2 separate regions of the Mus musculus genome follow, and region 2 is linked to region 1. The links are chromatin contacts, called in public HiChIP or PLAC-seq maps. All regions are on one chromosome and are shown on one strand. The core of a region is the stretch at or near the end of the contact, and the rest is flanking DNA. Distances in the headings are between cores, read along the strand shown.

The links. HiChIP or PLAC-seq counts read pairs in DNA pulled down with a chosen protein or histone mark.
Region 2: a contact with region 1 is called in an HNF4G HiChIP or PLAC-seq map of pancreatic cancer cells. The contact joins two enhancer-like sites. A contact is called at or near these places in 1 of 484 Hi-C or Micro-C datasets (CD8 T cells) and 1 of 115 datasets of contacts at active chromatin or transcription factors (pancreatic cancer cells).

The regions. Positions count from the first base shown.
Region 1 is chr17:28,022,985-28,028,549 of GRCm38.p6, forward strand. All of the region lies in intron 12 of Anks1 (ankyrin repeat and SAM domain containing 1), which reads left to right. Among named protein-coding and RNA genes, the nearest start is that of Gm35290, 18 kb to the left of the region's middle. Within about 2 kb of position 2,612, at least 73 of the 459 cell types and tissues checked have an H3K27ac peak or open chromatin away from gene starts, as enhancers often do. A contact at or near this core is called in pancreatic cancer cells, where this site is marked.
Region 2 is chr17:28,371,859-28,377,423 of GRCm38.p6, forward strand. No RefSeq gene overlaps it. Among named protein-coding and RNA genes, the nearest start is that of Tulp1, 9.4 kb to the left of the region's middle. Within about 2 kb of position 3,458, at least 70 of the 459 cell types and tissues checked have an H3K27ac peak or open chromatin away from gene starts, as enhancers often do. A contact at or near this core is called in pancreatic cancer cells, where this site is marked.

The DNA.
Region 1 (5,565 bases), core at 1,362-3,861:
GCATTTCCAGCTCCAGTGCGTAGCCTGGTTTCCCTTCCTGGGTGCTGTGATTAACTGTCATAACATACCAGGGGAGTGCCAATTAAGAGCATGATCCCACGCCGGGTGCTTCTGCATTGTAGGCTGCCATTGGGTGTGGCACCGTCTCACCTTGGTAACACCTTTAATTGGCATTCACTGAACCGTGTTGGACTCTGACTAGCCGGAGGGAGGGTCCTTGGGCTCAGACGCTGGCAGTCCTCGACTGTCCTTGGCCTGCCCGCCATTGTGCTTGGCTGGTTGCAACAAGACAGGGTGTTTGTGCAGCTTTGCTTTGTGAGCACCACAGCTGGAAGAACAAGGAGGCAACCTCGGAGCCTCACCTGGCCTTTGACAAAGCCACATGATGGCACAGGCAGGCACTTGTAGAGTACATGAGTAAGCCCCAGACTCCTGGGACATCTGCCCGAGTAGAGTTGGCATACGCTCTCACTGTACAAACCCAGCGTGGGCCCATGCCTGGCACATAGGATGAGGCAGTGCCACCTGTTTGTGTACGTGGGTCACCCTGTGCTGTCACCGATGGCAGCTCAGCCTGCAGTTCTGCCTGCTTGTGAGCGTCGGTGAAGCGCCGTAGCCTACAGAGGCGCCATGGGAAGTGCTCTTGCTGCTTCTCAGCAGTCTGGCTCTGACCAGCCCTCTGAAAGTTCTCGTGCTCCCCAGTGTGTGAGGAGCCTGTTTCAGATGCTTGGAATGCAAGCATGGGCTTCCTTAACACTGGTAATCAAGGAAGGTTCAATGCAAGTTTTAGCTAACACGTTTATAAGTGTGTGGCTGGTTTTGCGCCAATGAGGCAACAACAACAAATGAGGCAAACGAAAGTAGTTCACACATGTGGCTGCAGCGAGTGTTCCAAGCAAGTCACATTCTCCTTGTAAACTCTCCTTCTCCCACCTCGCCCAGGCTTTGGGTGTCTGCTGGCTGCCCTGCTGCTGGGGAGGTTCATACACACCTTATGATACTGACTGCACGTGGCATTTGGTCCTAGTTCTCCTCTGAGCACCTGTCTTGGGTTGAGATCTCCCAAAGCAGAAATTAAGTGCAAACTGCCTCTTTGGAGGTGACTTCAGTGGGTGCTGGTGGGAGCTGAGGAGAGGGACATCCTGGGCTGCAGGGCACAGACCTTCTTAAACTCTGAGGTGCAGCTAGAGCTGAAGATTGCAGCGTGAGCTGCTCCCCTGCTGGGAGGCAGGACAGGTCACTGATACTCAAGGCTGCCACTCCCAGGAGCTACAGGGCTTACAGTTGCCAGCGCTGAATGCGAGAGGCTATGGGGAACCCCTCAGCGACCTGCTTCCCCGTGCGGCCTCTGCCGTCCTGTGTGCCGCCCCTGGGGTCTTCAGAGCATGGACACTGCTCTGTGCAGAGGAAGGCTTGCTGCAGGCAGCACAGGGGCTGAGGTAGCCTGGGAGCAGGAGGGGCTGTGTGCTGTGAGGACAGACGGGCCCTCAGAGTCAGCCAGGGAGAATGGGCTTCTGTGAGTAAAGACGCAGAATTGAGTGGAGGAAACAGCTGACAACAGGTCCCTTTTCTCAGGACCCATGAAGGGAGAGAGGCCCTGGGTGACAGTGACAGTGGGGTCAGAGGCCCTGGGTGACATTCAGGTAGATGCAGAGCAGGTACTTCAGCAGATTCTCATCACCAGGTCTGTTTCCCCTAAGCTCAGGCCAAACCCGTGTCAACAACGATGGTTGTCATGCCACCCGATTGGGAGGGAAAGGAGACCGGCTCAGGATGGGGGCAGGACCCCAGCACTGTGCGTGCCTGCCAGGCTGAGGAAGATGGAGACTTCCTTCCAACTCGAGCAGCTGGGCCACAGAAGGAGAGAACTGAGGCTCTGTTATGTCTGACCTCGCCAGTGTTTGGGCTCGGTTGGCCTTTCTTTATAAAAAGAAAGGCACAGTCGAGTCAACATTTTCCTCGTCTAAATGTTTTACTTTGGAATAGTTGTATATTCACAGGAAGTTACAGAAATAGTTCTAAGTGGTCCTGTGTTTGGTACCATTCCCTAGTTTCTGGCTGTGGGGTAATATTGCATAGCGGATACAAACCCACCATAGCAGCATCCTGCTCCAAGCGCTGGATCTCCAGAGGTCTCCCTCAGCCAGCCTGTGCCGTGAAAAGCCCATACTCCTAACATTCCATTCCTCCAGTTAACTGGAGACATGGTGGGTCTCGGCAGACTACAGGGTCATTGTCTCCCAGGTGAGCTGGGGCACACTGGGCCCTGGCTGGAGGCCCCTGTGTTAGAGACAGGTGTGTTCTTCATCTGTTTTGGAGCCTAGAGAAGCCCCTCTCAAGGGCTCTCCTCCCAGCCTGTGGATACCATATCCCCTTGGCAAAGGCCGACCTCAGTGCCACACACTTTCTCCACCTTAGAGGCCAGACTCTAGCATCTGAGTTACAGGGACACTATCCAGGGCACCTTCACCAAGGACAGCTTCATATCTGCCACTCCTCACAGAGTGGGGGAGCGCAGAGTTGGCGAAGGCAGGAAGCAAGGCTGAGGCAGTGTCCTGCCTGGCTCGGTTATTTCTGAGTTACCTTTGGATTTCTGTCTGCTGCACTGACTGACCTAGAGACTCACAGGGCCCCTGCCCCGCCCCTGTAGGAGGGAGCCTGCACCAGCCATTCTCTATTGCTCCCACTTCTGGGAGAGTCTAGAAGTTCCATGCGTCACAGTTTTGACTAGAGCTGTCTTGTTTATTTTCACCCCTTTAGGAGCATATTTGAGAGTATGATGTGTGCAAATAGCCTGAGCCCAGAGTATAGGGAACTCTTTCAGCCTACACACACACCCTGACAGCCCACTCACAGACATGCACAGGGGCGTCTCAGAAGCCACCGCAGTTAAGAGCAGAGCTGGGAAACCCAGACTAGGCCCTGGGCCAGACCTCTCTGGGATCCTTTGTCTGTGTTTAACCCAACAGGCACCTGCCCCAGTCTTCCCTCCATTCCTGTTGCCCAGAGCTCGGGAAGGAGCAACAGACCTGGCTGTGGTTTTGCCGCATCTGACTGAAAGAAGCATGCAGTCCCCTTCTGAGTCTTTATTGATTATTGTAACAGGAGTGGGAGACACCGAGATTGGCAGAAGTCCAATGAGTAACCAGAAGCGTGTGCTTATAAAATTAGGAGGAGTACTAAGGTCTTACTGTCCTGGGTCTTACTCCGGCGTTAATAAGCCGGGTCTTTCTTGGCTCCTCTGGCAGACAGCCTCTCAGAGGTGGAAGCACCCACTCCTTGTCTGAAGAGCCTAGACACACAGAGACCCGGCCTTGGCACTGAGCCATGCTTAGAGAACCACTGGGCTTGGCAGGGCTGCTGAGGCTGGCCAGCATTTGCAGCAGATAGGTGAGGCAGCCTAAAGAACTCCCTGCACAAAGGTGTCAGACTAGCTAGGTGGCAAGGCATCTTTCCTGCCCTTCCATGGCTCCCACCGTGCAGCTCCGTGACCATGAGCCCCACAGGGGTCTCAGAGCCTTTCTAGGGTTCTGTTCATGTGCTTGTCTGCGTGCTTCTTTGATAATGGGGAACTTACCCCGCTGTCCCATGTGGCTCCCCACACACAGAGCGGCCAGTGCATCTGGGTTTCTGTGTTCCCCATACAGGAATGTGCTCTCCTGGCCTCTGTCCTGTGGCCTCCCATTCCCTCCCCAGTCAAATGACCTCTGACCCTGAGCTGCAGCCCAGGAGCACTGGAGACAAACATTTTGCTCCTGTACTCCTAGGAACCCTGTGTTCTGTAGAAACATTGGTAGAGCCCGTATCACTTTATTTAGGGTAGTGGTGGTGGTGTAAGGAACAGGGGCAGGGCGTTTGGGTGGCGGGGTGGACATCGGTTCCTGCCAGGGAAATCATGAAGGACCCGCTGTGCTGGTGTGCTTCTTGGAATCTAAGACTTCTCTTTTTTTCCTTTTCTTTCCCTGAGTCCCAAGAGGAAAGGTCCCAGTTGTTGTAGATGCCACGTACTCGTACTCTCAGGGTGAGCCACTATTTGTCTCCTCCCCTTTCCTCTTTAGGAAAAGAGGAAACCCCTAAGATTACCATGCCTAAGACCCAGTTAGGTTTAACCTCACAAAAGGCTAATACACGACCTTTCCATTCTGTATCAAGTCGCCCAGGGTCCAGTCCTAGCAGGAGCAGCAGTGAGACATGGAGGAAAATCTTCAGAGGCCAGTGAGTGTCTGGGGCCAAGCCTCGCTTATGCTTGACCTTCCCATGTGCAGCCAGGCCACCTCTGCTGCGAGAAGTCCCTGCAGTAACCCTGGGTGCAGGACTAGTGAGTGTGTACTGCACATAAGCTTGCATGCATCTCATCTCGCTGCCTGCATGACGGGTCTTGGCTCCCATGCATGGATCAGGCTTAGGTGAGTCATGGCTAGCTGAAAGCTGAAAAGGCCAGCCTTGCTCTGACTGCAGAAGCCTTGCTCTGACTGCATCAGGGGAGAGTGGAGACCTGGCCAGTCCTAAAAGGCATTACAGAATGAGGACGGGATGATTCCAGAGGATCAGAGGCTTGCCCGGTCTAGCCTGTGACCCTCAGTGGTAGGAGACAGGTGGGCAGGACAGATCATCGGGGAGCATCGTCGTATCTTCCAAAACCAGACTTCTTGCTTTTGCCCTGTTGCTGAGAAGTCTCATGTGTGGAGACAGACCTACCTTCAGGGGACATAAGGGTGTCATTCCTATGGGTTCTTGTATTCCTGGCGGGTCAAAGGTCAGACTGGGCACAAGTTAGCTCCTACCTCCTAGCTTAACTTTTGGTTTTTTTAAGATTTATATATTTTATATATATGAGTACACTGTAGCTGTCTTCAGGCACACCAGAAGAGGGCATCTGATCTCATTACAGATGGTTATGAGCCACCATGTGGTTGCTGGGAATTGAACTCAGGTCCTCTGGAAGAGCAGTCAGTGCTCTTAACCTCTGAGCCATCTCTCCGGCCCCCTAGCTTAACCTTTTTCTCATAGATAGTTTTAGGTGTCCTTGAGCATCAGAAACGTCTTTGAGATCCTGGGTTGTTTAGGCTCCCTGTCCCATAGTCTTTCGGGATAGGTAGGGCTCTACATGCAGAAAGGGGCTTGAGTTAGCCTGGACGCCCAAGTTGGGCCGACTAGAACAGTTGTGGCTCACCACCTGCCATGGGTGTGGATGGAGGCTGGAACTAAGACCTGGGTGACCTCTGGGCTCAGGGCAGAGCCTGGGCTCGGCCGATGCCCACATGCTCTGCTGGGGAGGTCAGGAAGGCCAGACCCACTGTTTGTCTCAAACCAAGGTTGTAATCCCTGGAATTGCATGGGACGAGGTCCAGACAGCATCTTCCAGGAAGAAGACGGCAGGCAATGGGAAGACTTCCTAAGAAAAAGCAACGGGAAGGGATTGTGCTTTGGGAGGCGGGTCTCCTGGACGGTGGAGGTGATTGCAAAGTTACTGCTGCCTTGTTTACGAGGCTGCCAGGCTTCCCCAGGGCTTTCTTCTACATACCCGGTGTTTAGCGGGAGCTTCTGGTGCAGCAGCCTGCATAG
Region 2 (5,565 bases), core at 2,208-4,707, 350 kb after region 1:
ACCTTCAACAGGCAGGTGATTGCTCACCCGTCACGGTTCATAGTCTGTGAGGCCATGTTACTCTGACTGGCCAGCTAGCATGCTGTGTCTGCCCTGGGCAGTGCCCTGTGGGATAGCCCCATCCTAATGGAGAATTAATCCTAACAGAAAAAGATGTATTTTCCTCACTGGGGAGTCGCCAGCAGCTTTAGGAAGAATGACAGGGCTGGGGAGACAGGAGCTGTGGTGTCCAGGGACAGTGTGTGGGCTTAAGCCACCCAGGCTTTGTGGCTGCACCCTCACTAAGCCACTTAGGTGACAGGTGTTCTGGGGGCTGTTTTACAGGGGGCCCCAAGTGGCTTGTCCAAGGCAGATGGCTAGCTCACAGCAGAACTGGATGCATCTGTGCTTGGCATCCTGTCTGCAAGCCCCTCCCCCCCAGAGCCCCAAGGTGCCAGTGTGAAACCCTAGGAGCTGGTTTAGGGGCCCCTGAGGCACCTTATGATGCCCCCCTCCCCCCACACCTGGCGACTGACCCTTCAAGACTCTGCAGGTGAAGGTGCATAGTTTCAGGCAGAGTAGGGACCACCAGTATAGAGGCCTTGTGACAGCCGCGAGCTGGAGACAGACTATGTTGCCCCCTTGCTGTGTGTCTTGGTGCCAGTCACTTAACTTCTCTGAGCCTCCAGTTACTCATTCCCGGGAAGGGCAGTTTGTTCTTCCAAAGGAACCCCCTTTGACGATCAGACTATAGAGACAATGGACTCCAAAGCATTGGGAGGCCTCCAGGATTCTCACCCTGGGAGAAGAAACCACCTGAAGCCTGTGTACCAGCTAGAGAGGATCTTGTCCTCCAGGCAAACATTTCCCAGGGTCCTGACAACAGCCAGACAGTCACCTCGCAGGAGAGACTGGAGCCCAGACAGCACTGGGGGCGGGTGGGTGGGGCCCGCTCTGACCTGGACGCTCTGACCTATGCGGCTATGCTTACCCCATGACTTCCATTAAACTGAAACCTCACACCAGAGTCCCCGAGATAGACTCCAGCGTCCCCTGGCCTCTCTGTTTCTCGTTTCAGTGCAGCCATGCTGAATAAATTTTCTTTTCTTTTTCTTTTTTTTAAGATTTATTTATTGTTATAACTAGTTACACTGTAGCTGTCTTCAGATGCACCAGAAGAGGGCTTCAGATCTCATTCTGGGTGGTTGTGAGCCACCACGTGGTTGCTGGGATTTGAACTCAGGACCTTCGGAAGAGCAGTCAGTGCTTTTACCCTCTGAGCCATCTCACCAGCCCCACTTTTTCTGCTTTTCATTACAACTGCCTAGTTATTTATTTTTGAGGTGTTTTTTATTTTTGAGGCAGTGTCTCACCACTGTAACTCTGGCTGGCTTCGAACCCACAGATATCTGCCTCTAATCCTGAGCTCCAGGCTTTGCGGCCTGCTGTGAGCAGATGGCTTAGGCTGGTTTAAGGCTACCAGGGCTCAAGTGCTCACCCTTAGCTCTGCTAACAGCTGGGCTGTCTGTAAGGCCCAGACACAGAGTAGCACACATTCCAACATGCCTGTTTAAAAGGTCAGGGCCCCACACTTGTAATCCTGGCAGCTGAGGCAGGAAGACTTCTGTTGAGTTCAGGTCAACCTGAGTTACAGAACAGGATAGTCTCAGTCTCTCCCTGTTCCTGTAAAAAGAGGTAGGAACACTCAGGCTGGGTCTCCTGTGGACTCCAGTGGGGCAGCCTCCAGCATCTGGAACCCAGGAGACCACTGAACCCAAAGTAGTAGTTCCCAATAGTGCCTCATGTTGTGGGGACCCCCAACCATAAAATCATTTTCGAGGTGGTGGCGCACGCCTTTAAGCCCAGCACACGGGAGTCAGAGGCAGGCAGATCTCTGTGAGTTTGAGGCCAGCCTGATTTACAAAATGAGTTCCAGGACAACCAGGACTACACAGAGAAACCCTGTCTCAGAAAGCAACAACAGAAAATAACCCCAATTATTTTCGTAATTTTGCTACTTTTGTGGATTGTAATGTAAATCTTTGTGCGTTTGTTCGGGTAAGCAATGGCACACGTTGAGAACCACTGAACCTACTAGGTTTCTGGGACAGGCCTTGACTAGGGATGACCCGATGAGGGTGCACAGACTCAACCTCACCACGAGGTGGCGGCAGAGCCCACCCACGGGGGCGGCACTGCTCAAGAGGCAGGTGCGGGACTTATATCTCCTTCTCCACCCTCACCCCCCTCCTCCTCCTCCTCCTCCTCCTCCATTATCTACCTCTACCTTCCTCCTCCCTGAACCCTTCTTCTCCTGCCTCCTCCCCCTCCTCCCCTCTCTCCATCCTTCCTTTCCTGGAATCCATCTTTAGGGAGTGAAGACATCTAGACGTTGTCAGTCAATGAAGTGACCCAGGCACTTTGTGGGACGCCTAACCTTTGAGGTCACAGAAGGGTTGAGGGGCCTTTGGGCAGGATAGTCCTAAACCTGCCGCGTGAGAAAAGGCACACCAGGTTCTTAAAAAAACAAAAACAAAACAAAACAAAAAAAAACCACATTACTGGAACTGGGTCAGTCACTGGCTTTTGATCTCTCTGCAAACGGGGTCCCTATTTTTAACCAGAAAAGTGTCATGTCCAAGGTCCTAACTAAGCCCTCTGAGGCAGAGGCAGCCCTGAAGTTGTGAGAGACATCAGCGCATGTGTGGTCACCAAACGGAGTGTGTGTGTGTGTGTGTGTGGGGGGGGGGTCCTTGTCTGTCGGGATGTCTGGGTAAATACAGCCTGGTGCGCATGCGGAGGGAAAGGGAGCCTCCACAAGCACCTGTGCGGAGGGCGGGCGCAGCTCAGCAGCTCAGCTTCGGTGGCTTACTCCCCGGCTCTCACCCGGGTCTCTCTCTGAACTCAGTCACTGATTGGCTAAACTGATTGGCCCACAAACTTGGGATCCTGTCTCTGCCTCTCTGCGCTAGTCAGGGTTTCCTAGAGGAACCAACGGTGGGTGGGTGTGTGCGTGCGTGTGCTTGTGTGTTGAATGCAAGAGTATGCGTGAGTGTAAGGACAGGGAAGTGGGAGTGGGTGGGTTGGTGAGCAGGGCAAGGGGGGATGGGATAGGGGGTTCTCAGAGGGGAAAAGAAGAAAGGGGATAACATTTGAAATGTAAATAAAGAAAATATCTAATAATAATAATAATAAAAGTCAGCTTTAAACCAGTAACAATGGCAGGAGCACACCTGAGACAACGTTGGGAACCTGGTAGTTGCTTGGTCCACTGGGTGGTGCCTCAGCTGTCCCAGCCTGGCACAGGATGCCAGCAAGGATCTTGGAGAGCTGCTTGTCCCTGGGCTATGATGAAAGCAGGGACAGGCCAGTTGTGCTTCAATCACAGGCAAATTAACTCTGTGGCAAGATGGAGGCCAAGAACTCCAGGACAAGGCGCTCTTCTCCGCCACCCTGACAGTGCTCCAACACTCAGGAAGGTGCCGCCCATAGGCAGGGAGATCAATCATACAATCTGGTCACCGCCTCAGGCGGGGCTCCCTACACGGCCATTTTAATCTAACATTAAAACAACATTAATGCTTCCCTCTGCTGGGGTTACAGGAGCAAGCAGCCATGCCCAGCTTCTAAGTAGGCGCTAGGATCCGAACTCAGGTCCTCATGTTTGAGCAGCAAGCCCTCTTACCCACCGAGTCAGCCCCAAGCCCTGAACTGGCTTTAATGACCCGAGGTCGGTGAACTGGCTGCTTGAGTCAGACACTACTGAGCTACGTCAGCTGGCCCCGGTATCCTCAGGCTTCCCTTCTTACTGAAGTTTTGGCGCGTGGCTCTCATACCTCCACCACCGCACTGATGGCGCAGCCACGCCCTGATCCTGTCATCACTCGAAACTGCCCCGCCCCTGCAATCACAATCCGCCCTCCATCCTTCTGAATGGCACCTCTTCCCATCCACCTTGCGCTGTCCCCAGCCACACCTTCTCTCTGACCTGCTTCAGACATCCTGCCCAGTGGCGCTTCCTGCTCAAGCACCTCTATCTGCCTCCAGACCAGGACCCATGGGTGCTGACTCACTAGGACTCAGTCCTCGGTCAGAGATAAGCAGGGACTCTGACAGAGCAGGAAGTTCTTGAGGACCATTCCCTAGGCTCTGGAGGAGGAGGCGTGGGTCTCCTGCTCTAGGGAATGCTGGGAGCGGTCGGTCGGCTCACAGGCTGGAGGGGTGGGTCTCAGGGTGAGCATTTTGAGGAGATGGGATCACGGGAACCAGCTTGTCTGGCCGGAAATTGGCTGACTCCGTTTCTTTTTTCCACAAGATGACATCTGTAGCTGGACATGGGTGCTTTGTGGGTTTTTCTTCCTTCCACCTTTCTCCACCCCTTAAGCCCCCTAACACTAGATAAGGAAAAAAAATAAGATTTCTGAGTTCGAGGCCAGCCTGGTCTACAAAGTGAGTTCCAGGACAGCCTGGGCTATACAAAGAAACCCTGTCTCGAAAACAAAACAAAACAAAACAAAACAAACAAACAAACAAACAAACAAAAAAAGACAGGGGAAAGGTGGCAATGTTATCTTTTATCGTTAGACACTTCCTGCTGATTTGGGACGTCAAGTTGTTTGGGCGCAAGTTTGATCTTCATTTCTTCTCCTTGTTTCTTCTTTGCCCACAACTACTTAACAAATCGTGACCAACAGGTCATTCTTGGGGACCCTAGCATTTATCTACCCTCTGAAGAGTCTTCCAGAATTCCAAATGTCACGTTTTCGGGAACTGTCCGCAGCTGGCAGAATCACGCCCTTGCTGGAGCACGAGGCATAATCAGAATCAGCTGCTGAGAACAGTCTGACACAGCCCCAGATCCCGATACCCGAGACTACAACAAGAACATATTCTTCTAATATTCCTGGGTTTTCAAAGAAACCCAAATTCTCACTACAGACATCCACTAGGAGTCCCCACCGAAGATTAAACCGACAGGCTGCTTCCTGTTAGATCTTCAGCCTATAAAATTGAGCCAAATAAAACCTTTTTATCAGGTTACCCAGCTTTGGACAATTTATTATACTAATAAAAATAGACAAATACGGCAGGAGAGATGGCTCAGCAGTTAAGGGCACTGACTGCTCTTCCAGAGGTCCTGAGTTTAATCCCCAACAACCACATGGTGGCTCACAGCCATCTGTAATGGAATCCAGTGCCCTCCTATAGTGTGTCTGAAGACAGCAACAGTGGACTCACATACACAAAATAAATAAATCTTTTTAAAAATAGACAAATACACAACTTCTTCTACAAAACTCTGGAACGTTCAGATAGGTGAGTCAGGAATTGAGATTCATGAGTCAGCTGCTTTCTGTCATCGATAGCAGACCTGAGCATTACTGCAGTAGACTTGATTGGAATCACATTGAAGACCTTTACAAAACAATGATATTTACCTAGCTGTGCATGTATGTGTGTGTGTGTCCTGAGAGCCCGTGCACCATGTATGCACGCCAGGCACAGCTTGTTCTCCCCCTCTACCACATGGGTCTCAGGATTTGAACTCAGGGCATCGGGCTTAGTGGCAAGCCCCTTTACCTGCCG